Linked DNA regions of Sus scrofa: region 1 is linked to region 2. A link is a contact called in public Hi-C data. All regions are on one chromosome and are shown on one strand. Each heading gives the region's core, a stretch centred on a gene start, on an enhancer-like site or on the middle of the called end of the contact. The rest is flanking DNA. Distances are from core to core; before and after follow the strand shown.

Region 1 (3,979 bases), core at 1,269-3,768, 34 kb before region 2:
AGCTCTGCCTGCGCCGCGCCTGGAGCCGGGCACCTGCCCCAACCCGGAAATTCTGAATTTTTGACCACGGGGTCCCCTGTTTTCATTTTCACTGAACCCTGTCATGGCTGCTGGTCAGGAGGCTCTGGTTCTGACCTGCCACTGCCCGCAATCCCTGGGCTGTCCAGGGCGTGTCTCTCCTCTCAGAGCCTGAAGCCAGCAGCGTGGTGCCAACCTTCTCCTCCTGCACCCTAGACAGACATCACTAATCGATCATGGTTCGCTCCCCTGACCCTCAGAACCCTCCTCAACACAGACCTCCAGCCATTCCAGCAGCACCAATCTGGGTGCCACTTGCTGTGTGTGGAGCCTCAGATCCAGCACAGGTCCAGCCCACAACTACCCCCTCCACGGACCCCCCCTGACTGCCTGACTGCCCGGTCCCCATCCTGCTGAGAAGCCACGCTTTGGGAAGGCAGCAGGCCCAGTGGGAGACCCAGACACGTGGGGTCCTTTGTCCACTTGACAAACATTGTGGGAGCCCTGGGCTGAGTGAACCAGCCAGCCTAGGGCCTCCTGCTCCCCAGAGAAGTGGTACAGCCCCAGGCAGTTTTAGGAAGGCTGCACCCACGGGCCCTGGGCAGGGAGCAGGAAGAGCTGGTGGGTGCCTGACCTTAGACAGGTCTCTTGAATTCCTCTCCTTAGCGTTCTTGTCCGTCCAGTGGCCGTAGGTGGTCCTGGGGTGGACTTCAGCCCTCTGCCCTGGCTGCCAGTCTCCTGCCCTTATGGGAGCAGCAGCAGTGGGGTGGGGGGTGCCCAGGCAACCCTTCCCCCCTTCCACAGGGCAGGCAAAGGGAACAGAAGTTGGAATGGGGGGGTGGGGTCTCTCCAGCAGAGGGCTCAGCACCCAGCTGGCCTCCACACCTGCAGTTGTGATTGCCTGCCAGGCCCAGCCCTCTGGTCAGCAGGGCAGGCCCCGCCCTCTGGTCAGGCATCCAGGCATCCTCTTTGCAAATGTCTCCTCATTAGCCCCCAAGCCGTGCTAATGTCCTGTTTCTTGTGAATATGGGACGGGGACCAACCCCAAATTAAAGCCAAAAGGATAAAAGAATACAGTAGATCTCCAGGGACAGCTCTGATGCTGTGTGACCTTGAGCCTCCCTGGAAAGCGGTGGGCCCCTGGGACCCCATGAGCATATCCCCAGGACAGCAGAGTCGGTTTCCGTGCCTCCCAGCTAGAACAGGCAGTACTGACCTGGGGACCTCGCTCCCTTCCGACGGGGACTGGGCGTGGGGGTTGCCCAGCCTGCAGAGGGGCCTCCTTCCTGGGCCTCCAGCAGGGGCGCCCTGGAGAAGCAAGGCCTGGAGTCTGCGGCGGGGGAGCAGGTACAGGCCTCTGGCTTCTGCACCCTCCCCGATTTCCAGCCAGATCTGAGCCCAAGAGAAGAAGACCCCAAAACCCCCACTCTCCTGGAGCTAGAGCCGGGGATGTTGGGCGGAAGCCCCATCCTGCCACAGCCCGCTCCACACCCCAGATCTGGTCCAAGACAACATGGGCCGTCAAAGTCTCCAAAGGCTTCCAGACCCGGGGTTCACTGTCCCCCATCCGGTGGCGGAGGGGGCAAGTCGCAGTGACTGGGAGTGCGGGGCGGACTCCTTCGCTGGGGGCGGAGTTACAGAGCAGAGGGGCGGGGTCACGGCCCGTGGAGGTCGGAGCCGTGGCGTTGGGGCGTGGTCTGGGCGGGGCCTAGGGGCCGAATAAGGTCAGGTCAGACTTAGGGGTGGAGCTGGCGTCGGGGGACGGGTCCAGGGAGGCCTGGAGCCCGGTCGGACACGGTGCTACGGAGCGGCGGGACTCACTGGATCTCAGCTGCGCCTGGGGACAAAGCGGCAGGGCCGAACGAGGCGTTAAGGAGGCCACAGGTCCACCCAGGGCAGGGGGCCGAGTGTCGGGGCGGGGCCAGCTCCCTGCGGGCGGGGCGAGCAGGCGGGGCAGGGCCGTGGCGGCGGGGAAGCTAGGCCAGTCCAAGGGCCCGCCAGGGCCTCGGGGCGGGGCCAGCCGGGGCGGGGCGGGGCCACGGACGAGGGGACGAGAGGTCCGCCCGGGGGCGGGGCGCTGCGCCGGGGGCGGGGCAAGCGGATGGGGGCGGGCCCGGAGGCGCGGCGCCCGTGACGCGCACGCCCCGCCCGCACGCCCTGAGCGTCCAGGCCGAGGCCGCCGGGTTCGCCGCGCGCTGCCCGCAGGTTCCATTGAGGAGAGCAGCGCAGCGGCGGCGGCGGCGTCTGCGCGGGAGCCAGGGAGCCGGCAGGAGCCCGCCGCCCCTGGCGGTCCGCGCGGCCGTAACGCAGGCCCGATCCTCCGGCCTCCGCAGCGGCGCCGGGCCGAACGCGGCGGGCTGGGGGCGCGGGCCAGGGCGGCCGCGGAGCCCGGGGGCCGGGGGCATGAGCCGCCCCGCGGCCCCGCCGCGCCCCCGCCGCCCGCCGCCGCCCGCCAGGGGCTAGAGGCGGCCGCCGGGAGGGCGCGCGGCGCCGGAGACATGTCCAGGAGGAAACAGAGCAACCCCCGGCAGATCAAGCGTGAGTCAAACTTTGCCCGCCCGCCCCGACCCCCGCCGGCCCCCGCCGGCCCGCCCCCGGTCCGCCCAGCTCTTCTTGCGGCGCCCGCGACCTTCACCCTGCGCCGCGCCCCCCGCGCTGTGTGCCAAGCGCGCCGTAATCTAATCTCCGCCGGCGGGCCGGGCCCCCGCGTCTCGGCTCCCGCACTGGAGGTCCGGCCTGGAGAGGGGGTCCGCCCAGAGGGCCGGAACGGGGTGGCTGGGGGCGCGGCCACCTCGCGGCTGCCCCTCCCCCCGCCTCCCCGAGATGGTGCGGCGATAAGGCGGCCCCGATCCGGGCTCAGATAAAGTTTAAAATATTCCATTCTGCAAGTCCCATCCTGATAAGATCGCTCTGTCGGGACGGGCTGAAATTGTGATCTTATCTCGGCCGGTTGACTCTCCCAGGCTTTGTATCTAGAGGGAGAAAGAGAGAGACCTGGGAGGGAGACAGGGCACTCGGGACTGTGTGGAAGCGCAAGGCTGAGTGGTGGGACCCGCTGGCGCCCAGCGCCACTCCTGCCGGCCCAGAACCTGGTGCCTTGGAGGCTGGGGAAGGTAGCTATCGCAGCCTGTGCGCTGGGCTCCAGCCGCTTCGACGCTGGAGCCTTCCCTGCCTGGGGACAGCTTCTTGGAGGTCCCGCCCTCCCTGTGTCCCGGCAAGGACTGCACAGGCACTGTGTGCTCCGCAGCTTGTGGTCACACACTCCTAGCTGAGCGACTGCTCCAAGTCAGGGAGGGTCTCCTGGGACTGCATCTTGGGCCAGGGTCGCCTCTCCGTGTCCAAGTTTCTCACCTATCCAGCTTGTAGGCCACTCCCGGGGGTGGGGGCAGGCGGCCGCTGTGTCCACATTGCTGATGCCCTCGAGATAAGAGGGCCCCGCACTCTTGGGGCCGCCTGGCTGCTCGAGCAGCCCGAGCCAGGGCAGCGCACAGGAAACAGGGCTCCCCACCCCACGCCAGGAGTAACTTCGCATCTCTGCAGCCAAAGCCAGGGCGGGGGACTTGCTTTGGTGGGGAGGGGGCGGGGGGGCACATGTCCCAGACTAGAGGGGCAGGTCCTGGGGACTGCTGGGAAGGCAAAGAGGGAGGCCAGACCACCGGCCAGCCCCACACTCCCCGGCACTGCCTTTCGTGTCCACATGACCACTGCCGCCAGGACCCCATGCGCAGTGCTCCTGGGGGAGTGTCTACTCCCAGGTCCCAGAGAGGGGGAGGCAGGCATCAATCCGGTTCCCGTAACCCGACTCCTCGATGTGCAAGTGGGACCTGTTTTCCGAAAGTCGCCTTCTATCAAGTCAACTCAAGTATTAAAACCACCCACAGGTCCCGATCTGCGCTGGTTCTCTGGTTTCTTTTTCCCCTCCTCCCCTGTGTGCGTCTGTTGGGTCTGTTCTCCTGTGTGC
Region 2 (3,836 bases), core at 979-3,478:
GTCTGCACGGGAACTGGAGCCTGGGCTCTGGGGGCCCACCAGAGGCTGGGAACCCTTGCCCCTGGAGCGTGAGCAAGGGCGTCGGGCTGGCTGTCTGGGCTGCCCTCCACTGACTAATCTCGCTGCCTGGAGTTTCTATGCAAACCTCAAGGTTTGTTATCGGGCAGTGGTGGGCGGGAGGCCGAGGCAGGACGGGCTGTCCTGATGGGCAGCTGGGCAGATGGGCCGATAGGGCCCGGCTGCACGTCCCCTCCCGCCGTGCGTGGGTGGGAAAAATCATTTCAGCTATTTTGTGTTATCACCGGGCCTGGCATTGCGGCCCGATAGGCGTATTTATCTTAGATTAGTGGCCGGTGGGGGGAGGGGCACAGGAGGGGGCGACGGTGGATGGCGGGGGTCAGCCTGGGGTCAGGTCCAGCGACCAGACCCAGCGGCCAGGTTAAAGCCGCCTCTTCTGGCGCCCTGGGAAAGGAGGTCCCCACGGATGTCCTCAGAGGCCCCATTCACAGCTGAGCAGACCCAGACGCAGGACCTGGGAGGGGTCCCAGGGAGCGAGGGAGGGGGGCGGGCGGCCCCACTGGCCGGCCGGCCTTCCCAGGAGTTTGCTGAGCACCTGGCAGGTACTGGCAGAAATGGGAGGTGTGTTGTGGGGAGACAGACCGTAGAACCAAAGGAGTTTGCAACCTGCAGCTCAGGAATGGACAAGAGAAGGTCGTGTATTCACTCAACAAACACTTGTAACTGCCTGGTACTGGCAGAGTCCAGGTGCCCAGAAAGACAAAGACTAAACAACCAAGAGGGGAAATTGCCACATGTCCGAAGGGGCTGAGGCTCTGGGATAAAATAAGCAGGCAGTTCTGAGTCGGGTGGTCAGAGCTGGCCGCATAAGCCACGTCTGAGCAAAGACCAGACAAAGGAAGGAGCCAGCTGCTGTCTGGGAGTGATGTGCCCGGCGGAGGCCAGGTGTGCCCAGCTGGGTCCGGGTGAGTGCAGGGCCCGGAGGGCGGAAGCGGGCTCAGACAGGGGGCCAGTCTCTAGTGGGCGTCTTAGAAATGGGGTTTGGCGTCACAGGCCCAGGCCAGCATGGGCCACGGGTGGCTGGCTGCCCGCGTGCGCCAGGCCCCGAGTCCTTCCCGACATCCTCTCCCGCCCTCCCAGAGCCTCGGCTCCCAGGCCAGGCAGGGTCTGAGCCCGGCCAGCACTGCCCCCACAGCACAGCAGTGCCCGCCTCTCTGCGCAGAGCCTCAGGCCTGGCCCTGGCCTTCCCTGTGGCTCGGTGGCCAAGCCTTGGGCCCTGAGCAGCCCATTCGCTGCTGCCAGCGGTTCTTTACCCGGAGCACCTGGGCCCCGTGGCCCAGCTCTGACTGCAGCCTGCACCCTTGACAAAGGCCTGGGCCTCGGGGTCCCATGGGGGCCAGGACCATGAGAGGGGCGGGCATCAGGGGGTCGCTCTCTAGCAAGGCTTGACCGCCGTCCCATCAGCCTGCCCAGCGCAGAGCGCACCCGCGCCCTCACTCACACTTTCGTTTACCGAGCGCCTGCGTATGCGCGGTTAGAGACCCTGTGGGTGCGAGCGGAAGCAATCAGCTACTGCCCTCCTGGAGCCGCAGCCAGTGCAGAGGCTTAGCAAGGGCGCAGGGAGGCTCAGCAGGGGTACGGCAGGCGGCAGCCCCTCACCCCAGGGCTTTGCACGGAGAGCTCAGCAGGCTGAGGGAGCCTGCCCTGCGGCACCCAGGACGACCGCGTACCTGCTCGCTTGGCCAGTGCCCAGGCCTGGCAGGGGGACCAGGAGGGTGGGGGGAGAGCTGGCGGCTGCGTGGTGAGTGGACGGTAGGGGCTCAAGGGCGGACACAGGAAAGAAGGCTGAGGCTGAGATGGGCAGCAGGCGCTGTGCTCCTGCAGTTCAGATGTGGAAACTGAGGCCCAGCGAGGTTCTGGGCGGCTAAGCAGGGATGGAGCCCGCAGTCCCACCTCCGGGGAGCAGCCCCTCGCCCGCCCCTTCTGGTCCAGCCCCGCGCGGTTCCCCAGCCCCCCTCGGCCGGGCGGACCCTGCCCCAGGGCTGAGTGTGGGCCACGGGGTGCCCTGTGAAGAGCGTGGTCGGGGCCCAGGTCCTCGGCTGTCCCGGTGGCGGGTGGGGGCCCAGGCCTGGCCGCCTGCCCCGCGCTGCCCGCTGACCTCACCCGCCTTCCGGGAGCGGCTATCTGTGGCCGGGCAGCCTATCTCAGCCCTGGGCGCTAATCGAGCCGGCTTCCTCCTCCGCCCTCCCGCCGGCTTCCTGCCCGGCCGGCCAGCCCCCAGCCCCCCTCCGCCCCAGGCTGGGTGTCCGAGCGTCCGCCTTTGCCCTGCCAGTGCCTCCCAGACGGCCGAGGAGCAGGCCCGCCAGGCCCCACCTGGGAGCCTCGGGGGCGGGGGGGGATCACGGCCCCTTCCAGAAGTTTCCTTCTTAGGCCAAAACCCAGACTCACCGCGACCTGTCTGTGTGGCCTGAGGGCATCCCCGTAAGTGGGCGGCACACCTGGGAGGACGGGGACAGGCCTGCACTGTCACCCTCGTCAGTGCTGCTGCCCTTCCTTCTGGGCGCTCTCCAGGGGCAGCAAGGGCTCTGCTGCTGTCACCAGGCCTGTGCTGTCACGGTTCCTGTTCCCATCCTGTTCCCATCCCATTACTCCTGCCTGCCGGGCCCCAGTCACGCACCAGGGTGGACCTGGCTTCTGGCCGTCACCTCTTGCGTTGGGGTCCTTGGGGCCGCCGTGCCCTCTGTGGGACGGGGTTCGGACTTGAAGCGTCTGGAGGAACCAGGAGGGCTGAGGATGGCCGGAGGGGGCGGGGAGCCGTGTGCGACCGTGGTGGCACCTCCAGGCACGCGCAGGGCTGTGCAGGCCCCCGGGGCGCACATTGGGCCCGGCGGTCACACAGCTCCAGCCGGGGCACATCAGGGTCGTGGTCAGGCCATGCCCTGCGGGGAGACAGAGGCGGCACTGCCCTCTCACCAGGCTTCATCCAGGGAGCAGGTGGCTGGATCGGGCCACTCCACAGGCTGGATGAGCGGCAGGGGGCCTCCCAGACCCAGAGCGGGGGTCACCCCGCCAGCCCCCTGCTCTAACCCTCAGCGCAGAGCCCGCAGGGCAGGCGGCGCCAGGCTCCATGTGTACTTATTTATTTATTATTAGCCCTCCGTCTCCGCGTGACTTATTTCCTCCCCGCACGTTTCCATTACCGCGGCCGTGGACGCGGCTGATAAGATCGGTCCCTGGAGATGGGACAAAGGGGCTGCCATCGGCTTGAGGGCTGGTCATATCCTGCCCGAAAGGGCCGCGCAGGGCCTGAAATGAGCGATGCTATCGGGGGCTTATTGTGAGTTGCAGGGGGAGGGGTCCTGCCGCCCCTTCAGACGGAGCCAGTGTGCGCCCCTCCTCGGCCCCGCCCCAGGGCAGGTGCCAGCGCCCGGCCCGCGGCAGGGGGCCTGGCATTGCCGCGGGCCGTCCTCCCCCAGCCCAGCCAGCGCTCACACATCCAGGTGCTGAGGCTGGAGGCGTCTTGACTCAGCATTCGGCTTCCAGGAACTTACCCCAGAAAAATAATCTCGGCGCGGACAGGCGCAGGGTGGTGGGAACAGACGTCGCGCCTGTGCTCGAGATAGCAAGCCAATTATTTTTTTATTTCTGCTGGTCTGCAGCATTTCTACTGGCAAAGGGAGAGGTGATTCTAAAGGAAGCAGATGGCACACAGACACCCCTGCCACTTGCCCGTGTCCACACCTGCCCACATGCACTCGGGCGGCCCGACAGCCGGTGCCAGAGGCCACGGGTAGTCACAGGGCAGGAGCAGTCACCTG

The links. Hi-C and Micro-C count contacts between places; a contact is called where the count stands out from the background.
Region 1: a contact with region 2 is called in a Hi-C map of subcutaneous adipose tissue, with 2.0 times the contacts expected there. The contact joins the promoter of LOC110261212 here to the enhancer-like site in region 2. A contact is called at or near these places in 3 of 5 promoter capture datasets (fetal liver and liver), 13 of 47 Hi-C or Micro-C datasets (blood, embryonic fibroblasts, fetal heart ventricle and 6 more) and 1 of 2 datasets of contacts at active chromatin or transcription factors (skeletal muscle).

Annotation. Positions count from the first base shown.
Region 1 is chr6:1,151,908-1,155,886 of Sscrofa11.1, reverse strand. LOC110261212 (basic proline-rich protein-like) reads right to left here and starts at 2,518. Exons shown (of 1, transcript XM_021096490.1): 1 at 1,727-2,518. The coding sequence starts at 2,518. The coding sequence ends at 1,727. It overlaps ZFPM1 (zinc finger protein ZFPM1), which reads left to right and starts at 1,915. Exons shown (of 11, transcript XM_021093668.1): 1 at 1,915-2,556. The coding sequence starts at 2,517.
Region 2 is chr6:1,117,558-1,121,393 of Sscrofa11.1, reverse strand. The region is part of intron 3 of ZFPM1 (zinc finger protein ZFPM1); the gene reads left to right. Among named protein-coding and RNA genes, the nearest start is that of ZFPM1, 34 kb to the left of the region's middle. Within about 2 kb of position 2,228, at least 16 of the 83 cell types and tissues checked have an H3K27ac peak or open chromatin away from gene starts, as enhancers often do. A contact at or near this core is called in subcutaneous adipose tissue, where this site is marked.